Linked DNA regions of Mus musculus: region 2 is linked to region 1. The links are chromatin contacts, called in public HiChIP or PLAC-seq maps. All regions are on one chromosome and are shown on one strand. The core of a region is the stretch at or near the end of the contact, and the rest is flanking DNA. Distances in the headings are between cores, read along the strand shown.

Evidence for each region. HiChIP or PLAC-seq counts read pairs in DNA pulled down with a chosen protein or histone mark.
Region 2: a BATF HiChIP or PLAC-seq map of CD8 T cells shows a contact between it and region 1, with 61 read pairs. The contact joins the enhancer-like site here to the promoter of 4930428O21Rik in region 1. A contact is called at or near these places in 2 of 15 datasets of contacts at CTCF or cohesin (CD8 T cells and large pre-B cells), 12 of 484 Hi-C or Micro-C datasets (the C10 cell line, CD4 T cells, CD8 T cells and 7 more) and 6 of 115 datasets of contacts at active chromatin or transcription factors (CD8 T cells, bone marrow-derived dendritic cells, double positive thymocytes and 3 more).

The regions. Positions count from the first base shown.
Region 1 is chr5:107,702,180-107,706,378 of GRCm38.p6, reverse strand. 4930428O21Rik (RIKEN cDNA 4930428O21 gene) reads left to right here and starts at 2,899. Exons shown (of 3, transcript NR_045871.1): 1 at 2,899-2,969; 2 at 3,806-4,130. RefSeq lists an enhancer at 1,989-4,199.
Region 2 is chr5:107,778,026-107,781,917 of GRCm38.p6, reverse strand. All of the region lies in intron 18 of Evi5 (ecotropic viral integration site 5), which reads left to right. Among named protein-coding and RNA genes, the nearest start is that of Gm42147, 39 kb to the right of the region's middle. Within about 2 kb of position 2,432, at least 10 of the 459 cell types and tissues checked have an H3K27ac peak or open chromatin away from gene starts, as enhancers often do. A contact at or near this core is called in CD8 T cells and regulatory T cells, where this site is marked.

The DNA.
Region 1 (4,199 bases), core at 1,650-4,149:
AGGGTGGACCAACACCTGCAGTGAGGAAGCTGGAGGCCCAGGGTAGCCAGCAGGGCAGTTCCAGTGTGAGGGCTCACCACTGATGTTTCAGATATGGTATATTGGTGGGACTAAGACCCCCCTCCTAACTGACTCTATTCTGATCCTTAGTTGATAGAGCGAGGCCCATCTGTGTTAGAGAGGACATTAGACCTTTGTTTCTATAGCAACTTGAGAATTAATCTCATTTAAAGAGGCCCTCAACAGACACACCCAGAATAATGTTTGACCAACTCTCTGGGAGCCCCGTGACGTAGTCAAGTTGGCATGAAGTTGATCATCATGGCCTTCAAACTGCCAGAGTACTTGTCAGAGCAAACAGTTCGCTAGTTGCTGTAGTGCATGCCTGGAAATCTCAGAGCTTACACAATAAAGTTTATTTCTCAAACATCATGGTGGATTTGGGTTGTGTGCACACAGCTGCGTTCACATGCTTGTCATTGAGAAATCTTGACCTCTTCCTTCTTGTGGTGTTCTAGGGAATTCTGGGAGTCTCTCTTTTCTGGATTTCCTGCATTTGGCTAGCTGATAAATGAAGATAGGAAACATGTAAAGATAACATGGGAGCTCTGTCAAGACTGGGTGGTCCTTGGGTCAGTTATGCTCATAGTCGATTGGGCTGCAATGTGACACTCTGACCCCACTGCAAAGGGGGAAACAAAATGTATCCTCCTCTTGTGCTAAGAAAGAGAAAATTGAACTGGAGAACATGTATTCTCTAACCGAGCTCTAAGTGACTTTTAGAAGGTTCATCCTTTCTGGGTACGTTTCCTTTTTTTTTTTTTGTAAACTGAGGAAGATAGACCAATTGCTCTCAAGGGGACTTTCCAGATCTGACCGTCTAGTTCTGTGATTCTATCCAAACCCTGGCTGGGCCCTGGAAACACCCAGTGCAGAGATTGGCTTTTCCCAGCCTAAGCAGAAAGAACATTGAACAGAGACTGTCTCACCCCACAGGATTCTTTTGGGGTTGCATTGTAGTTTCTGGCCTGATGATGTCCTTCAACACTTTGACCCAGGGCCATAGCGTCTCCCCACTTTTCAGCGTGTGTGAATGTGTAATAATATGGCTGTGACGCGTCTTCTATTTTCTTCTCCCTTTCATGTTGTGAAGAGTGGTGATCCTGTGGGGTGCTTTCTAAGATGTGTTTTAGAGAAGGGTGTTGTAGACACCCTGATCCCAGACAAACCTGGGGAGATCACGATAGGCTGGCTTGTGTCAGAGCAACTGCATTTACAAGTTATCTTCATGTAACTCCTGATCACCTTGTTCCCAGAAATAATGACTCTGAGACTAATTATTTATTAATGAATGCTTAGGCCAATAACCTTGGCCCTGTTCCCTAAATAGCTTGTACCTCAATTATCTAGTTTGTTCTATTAAGTGTGCCACATGGCTGGTTTATTTATCTGTCTCCTCAGAGTTTCCAGGTGAATCTAGTGAGTCTGACTATTTCCCAGAATCCCTCACCCTCTCTGCCGGAACTCCCACCTCCTATTTCCTGCCTCAGCTCATTGGCCATAGGCTTTTTTTTAATTGACAGGTGATGCTCTCATACATTACGTAGAGATTCTCTCTTCACCTTTATTTTCCTGATGATTTTCTTTTATTTACTTTTTTATAACTCAAGATCATGTCTGTCTTGTTTATTACTACATCTCCAGGGTCTTTATCAGTGCAGGTCAGAAAGTAAATACTTCATGAATAAATATTACCGGGGATGGCATGTAACTCTGGTACCATGTGTATGTAGCATGTATAAGGCCCTGGGTTTAGTCTCCACTACCTCTAAAATTTACCTTAAAAGTTCACCTTAAAAGTTCAGAGCAGTTGGAATTCTGGGCATGGGTATGTTAGGAATACATGCATACATTTCTCTACTTATTAATGGTTTTCTTTTGTGTGTAGTGTGTATACATATGCTATACATGTGCACAGATGTTTGTGTGTAGGCGCCTGTGCATGTAGACATCAGAGGTCTGTGTGGACATCTTCTGTTGTTGTCCACTGAACTTCCTGAGACAAGATCTTTCACAGTAAATCAGGAGCTCATTGGTGGCTAGGCTGGCTGTAAGCCTCCATCTCTCCCCCTACACTGGCAGATGCTAACATACCCACTGCACTTTGGAGATGTCTTCTCAGCTCCACTAATGTTTTTAATCTAATCTAAGCCTACACAGCAGACAGAGGGAAGTTTAGAAGAATGAAGAGGCCAAGAGCAGCCATACTTCATGGGCTAGCCTGGGCTTAGGGTCTCAGAAAGGTTAGAAAGGTTAAAACTAAGAGTTTGGCTGCAGTTCCCTCACATCCCAGTGTCTGTGCTGTGAGTTTGAGTCCTGTGTGTATCACATTGCCAGGGCAGGAATGGGCCAGATTGCACTGGAAGGAACAGCAGTTTACTGCAGAATCAAGCAGGAAGAGTGTGGCTGGCTTGTTCTGGTCTCATGATGTGCAGGAATTAACATTTTGTTGTTGTCCTTTGTTTTGATTTGGGTCTTACGTATCCCAGGCTGTCCTCTTTCTCTCACCCCAAGTCCCAGGATTACTGGGTGTGAAGTTCAAGGTTGTATCCTCTGTTACATGAGTTTGAGGCCAGCCTGGACTACTGTTGTGTTCCCGTACCTGCCACTAACTTTATATTATCAAATAAAAAGGAGTCGGATGGCCCAAAGCTCACTGTCCCTGAAACAAAAGGTGTGATAGATCTTTCCTTAGCTGATGTTTTCAGTTTCACTATGACGTTGTCTCTTCGAAACATCTGGTTTCCTCTACTCACCAATCCTACTCTAAAGATTAAACACAACTCAGAAGCTGAATCTGCAGTGAAAAAGAAAAAAAGAGAGATTACCACATCATACACAGCAAGAGCTTCACTGCTGCAAACCAAGTATGGCTCCCACTGTCACCCAGCACTTGGGAGGCTGAGGAGGTAGAGTTTTAGGAAACCTTGGGGAAATGAAAGGCTGGAAGGCTGAGTGCTGAGTAGGCAGGCAGTGGATGGGTCACCATCATTATGCTTGCTACTGGTATCTTTTTAAATTTGAGACAGGCTTTCGTGTAGTCCAGGCTGGCCTCAAACTCATGTAACAGAGGATACAACCTTGAACTTCACACCCAGTTTATATCGCCTCACTTTAGTAACTACTATCACGTAGTAAAAATTTATACCAAGTGACACAGCAGGGATTTGAGTCCTAACTCAAATTACTGGTCTCATTCTTTAAGGTGAGTGAGCACTGATATTCTCAGTTACATTGCGATAGATTTTAACACTGATCAACTTAGGAATAAATGTCACACATTTCAATAAATCTATTCTAGTATATTCTTCCTGTCAAACAGTTCAGAGGGATATTTCAGAAATCAGCTGCTCACTGCTGATGGAATCCCAGAACCATCTGTTTATCACCTAAATTATTCTTACCTGTGTGATGGAGGTAAGGTGCACAGGATTCTCTGTGTCCTTAAAGAAATACAACTGCCTCCAACACCTGGTCCAGCAGTGTGCTGCTGTCCAGAGACAAAAACTCTACTCTCTTTATTCACTGACTTTTCTCTCTGTGTTTGTATGTGTGTGTTTGCATGTGTATGGTTGATGATTTTTTCTCTGTGTTTGTACATGTAATATGTATGTGTGTGTTTGCATGTATGTGGTTGATATGCGTCTGTATGTGCATACATGTGAAGGCTAGAGGTTGATTTCATGTGTCTTTCTTAATCACTCTGACCTTATATAGTGAAACAGGGTCTCTCACTTGAACCTAGAGCCCACGGATTTGGCAAGTCTGGATAGCCAGCTTGTCCCTGGGATCCTCTGCTCCTCCCGCCTGAGATCTAGCACGGCAAGTGGACTGCCACATCTGCCTGTGGACCTCCACCACATCTGCCTGTGGACCACCACCACATCTGCCTGTGGACCACCACATCTGCCTGTGGACTACTACATCTTCCTATGGACCTCCACCACATCTGCCTGTGGACCACCACATCTGCCTGTGGACCACCACCACATCTGCCTGTGGACCACTACATCTGCCTATGGACCTCCACCACATCTGCCTGTGGACCACTACATCTGTCTGGATTTTATGTGAGTTCTGGGGATCCAAACTCTGGCTCTCGTACCTCAGCCCCTAATCCCTGATTCTTAAACCAGAAA
Region 2 (3,892 bases), core at 1,183-3,682, 76 kb before region 1:
GTGGAGTTGGGGAGGGTTGTGATCCACCTGGTGTGAGTCCCAGGGACTGAATGCGGCAGGGTCTTCTGCAGAGCGGTGAGTGCTTTTAGCTGCTGAGCTCTCTCCAGCCCTCAACATTCCAGTTTTAATTACTACACTTAAAGCTGCTTTATTTGTCTATTTATATATAGCTTTAAAATAAATGGATTCTTAGGATACATAAAAGCATAATTGAATATATTTATGGAGTACTATGTGATGCTTCCAATTACGTGTATGCTATGCTCTGTATGTTGTTTAAATCAGGTTAAACACAGCTGTTTTCTCATACATTTATTTGTTCATTTTGAGATAGGGTCTCAAAAGCCCCAGATTATAATTAAAACTCGGGACCCCATGTGTGCACATTATGACTGTTGGCATCACAGGCCTACTTCACTGTTCCTGAAACATGGTCTTTCTTTTTGGTGGAAATTTTGAGTGACATTCCTTTAGGTTTGGAAAGTACACAGACTGTTTTTATTATCTGCAATAGCACACAGGGATTTTGTACTTCTTCTTACCTAATATCTTCCTTTTTCTTTCTTCCCCTCCCTCTCTTCCTCTTTCCCTCCTCTGTCTGTTTTAGGGATCAAATCTTGGGTCTCAAGCTTGCTAGACAAATACTCTGCCACTGTTGTATCCTCATCCTCCCCACTTTGGCTAGGGCTTCAAATTCACTAGAGGTAGCCTTGAACTCCTGATCCTCCTGTACCTTCCAAGGGCTGGGATCATAGGCATTAACCACAGTACCAGGCCCTTCATCCTTGATTTTTTTTCCTATTTTTAACTTTGCTATTTACTGGAGTGTCTGTGTGTATGCATGTGCATGCCATTGCCAGCAGACACCAGAGGATGGTGTTGGATTCCTCCAGCTAAGCAAGCTAATTTTTGTGCTGCATAAAATCCTGTTTCAACATTTTGTTTATGGACTTAATGTTTTTGGAAATATACTTCATACTGGCAACTTTGATTATTCTAGCACACCAATAACAAAAATACTAGTAGCTGGCACTTCTGGACACAGAACGTGCCCAGCAGTGTCCTCATCACAGCAGCCATCTAAGACAGGAATTGACTGGTATCATTATGTTTGGAGAACCTGAGACATAGAGATTTGGACGTGAGTTGATATTTATAATAGAACCCACACTTTAGTTCTTTTCAATTAAAAATGTTTCATTAGTACTAGAACATACTGCTAGGGTAGTTAAATTGTTTTTATAGTAGATTAGATTGTCTCCTTTAATAACTCCTTTATGTGCATCGTTCACTTCTATTCCTTTCCCATCAGGACAGTTCTCATTCTTAGCTTCCTTTTAGACATGATTCCCTTTCCTTGGGTGTCATAGGCTGTGCCCAGACCACAGTGTCACACAGCCTTTGGAACCTTCCTTCCTACTTCACTAGTGTTTCTCCTTTGACCTCCTCAGTTATCAGTGTGAGTGGCGCAGCACAGCCTACTGTGCGCTTGTCCTTCCTGCGCCCCCTGCTCTGCAGCTCCGTCACACGTCCCACACCACTGTGGCCAGGACATGGTTTTCAGGGTCTTTTTGTCCCACTTATGTGCATCCGAAGTTCACTGTGAGGAAGAACTGGTACTTGGTTTCATTATTTCCAACATCAACATATAGTAATAGTCAAAACATTCTTATTTATTGAAGTGAAAATGAATACGTTTATTTCTTGAAATGCCATTTTGATCTTAAATGTTCCCATTTAAAAGATATGAAAAAGTGGTTAAATTATAAATTTAAGTGGAGTGTTAACTTCAGTTCATCCAAAATTTGTGGAGTATCTATGACATGCCTATTACTATTCAAACCACTACCTGGATTAGTAAACAATTCAGAAATATCTCCTTATTTAGCTTAATGTTAGACAGAATAGTTTGGTGAACAACTCTCACAGTATGTAGTTTAGATGATGAAAGTCATGGTGAAAGAATAGAAGAAAAAGAAGGTGCTGAAATAAGACTATTGCTCCCTTACTAATGTAACCAGTAAGGCTCATTGGGAGGGACATTTAAACAAGGCTTTGAAGGCAGACAGGCAGGGCTGGAGGACTCAATGGTAAAGAGCACGTGCTGCTCTTCCAGAGGACCCTGACACCTTTGACATACATACACACATAATTAAAGTAGGACAGGCAGATTTGGGCAAAGAATTCACTGCTAAGAGTAAGGACAAAGGCCTATCCAAAGTAAAGAGCAAATGGGAACAGTCTCTGGATGGCTTTGACAAGAGAGGAGCAAGTCTGAGAAATAATTAGGACCTGTTACACAGAACCGAAGAACTTTGGCTTTTCTCTGAGCAACATGGAAAATCACTGAAAGGTTCTGAGTATATCAGAGATGAGCTAGATAACATTTAGCCTATTAAAATGCTTAAATTAAACCTTGTTTAGAGTAATGCTTGTAAGAGTGTGTCATCTTTAGAGTGGTGGGAAATGGCAGAAATCACCTTTTCTCTGTTGGTGTTTTCCACTGCTCTGTGGATCCAAATGTTGTTTGAACCCTGTTTTTACATTGACAATATATAGAATTGTCTCTACTTTTCAAGTAGTGGGACAAGGCATCGAAAAGTTCATTTTAGCTCCGTTGAGGAAAATAGGTGAGAATTAAACCCATGCTTCCTGATTCTTAGTCCTGGAACTGAGTTTGTATTAGGTGATTTAAAAAAAAAAAAAAAAAGCATGTTTGTTGTCTTATCAAAACCACATTAAACTGTGTACTAAGTGAGGCTTTACGTTTGTACTGCTATGTTACAAATAACGGAAAGTTTTCATTTAAAATGGTATGGGTCTACTCAAACCTAACTTTGGTACTGTTCCTGGTACTTTGTAACATTTACCCACTTTTGCTAGTTTGCCCAATAGATAACCTCTAGGGATGCCTCAGATGGGCAATACCCCAACCACTCTTGGCTTAGAAAACGCCCACTCACAATTCTGTTCTGACAGAGAATGTGGGATCTAGGTTTAAATCAGTGTGCCCAGAGCAGCCTGCACTTTTGACAGAGATAGAAAGGAAGTGATAAGCTCTTTACTACCACTTTAAAATTTTAATCCTTTTAATGGTGTGAAATTACAGTGTGATTTCTGAATTATGGAATTTACCATAAAGCTTTGTAATTGATTTGTACTTTCCAGCTTCCTAAATTAATAGTTGCACAGTGGGTGATAGTTTATATGCTATGTCGTAGCTGGCAAACTTCTTTCTGTTTGATAAGATTCCATCTGATCCTCAAAGTATATTTCTTTATTGTTTCCCTTTTGAACAACTTAATTAAATTGTAAAATATTTCTCTTTTAGGGCTTTTGCTTCAGGCATTCTAAAATGTAGAAATAGCTAGTTTGTAACTATCTCAACAAAGAGAGCTGGGCATAGGGACTATCCCACCCTGCCTGCTGTCTTGTCATTAGAGTTTGTATATGGCATTTTAGGATCTTCTTCCTGCACACATGTTCCATTGTGGACAGTCTGCAAACACTTGACTAGAGAAGCTCAAAGCCATGAAAAAAGAAAAATACAAATCTGAGAAACTGTTACAGCCAAAGGATCCTAAAGTCATAAATAAATCTATTGCTATGTCTCGGGTCAATGCTTACAACAGAAAAAGCAAGTGGGGAAGTCAGGCCCGGAGCTACAGAAAACAGAGCTGAGTACACTGTGGGCTTCATTCATAATTATGTATCAGTACTGGTTCCTGAATCTTTACAAACATAACTGAAGAATGTAAGATGCTAATGGGGAAAGTGCCTGCTCGGTACATGGAAATACCTTCTCAGTTTTTCTTTAAACCTAAGATTATTTCAAATAATGTCTAATGTAAATTATATCTCATCATTTTTAGAAACTTAGAATTATGTGGAA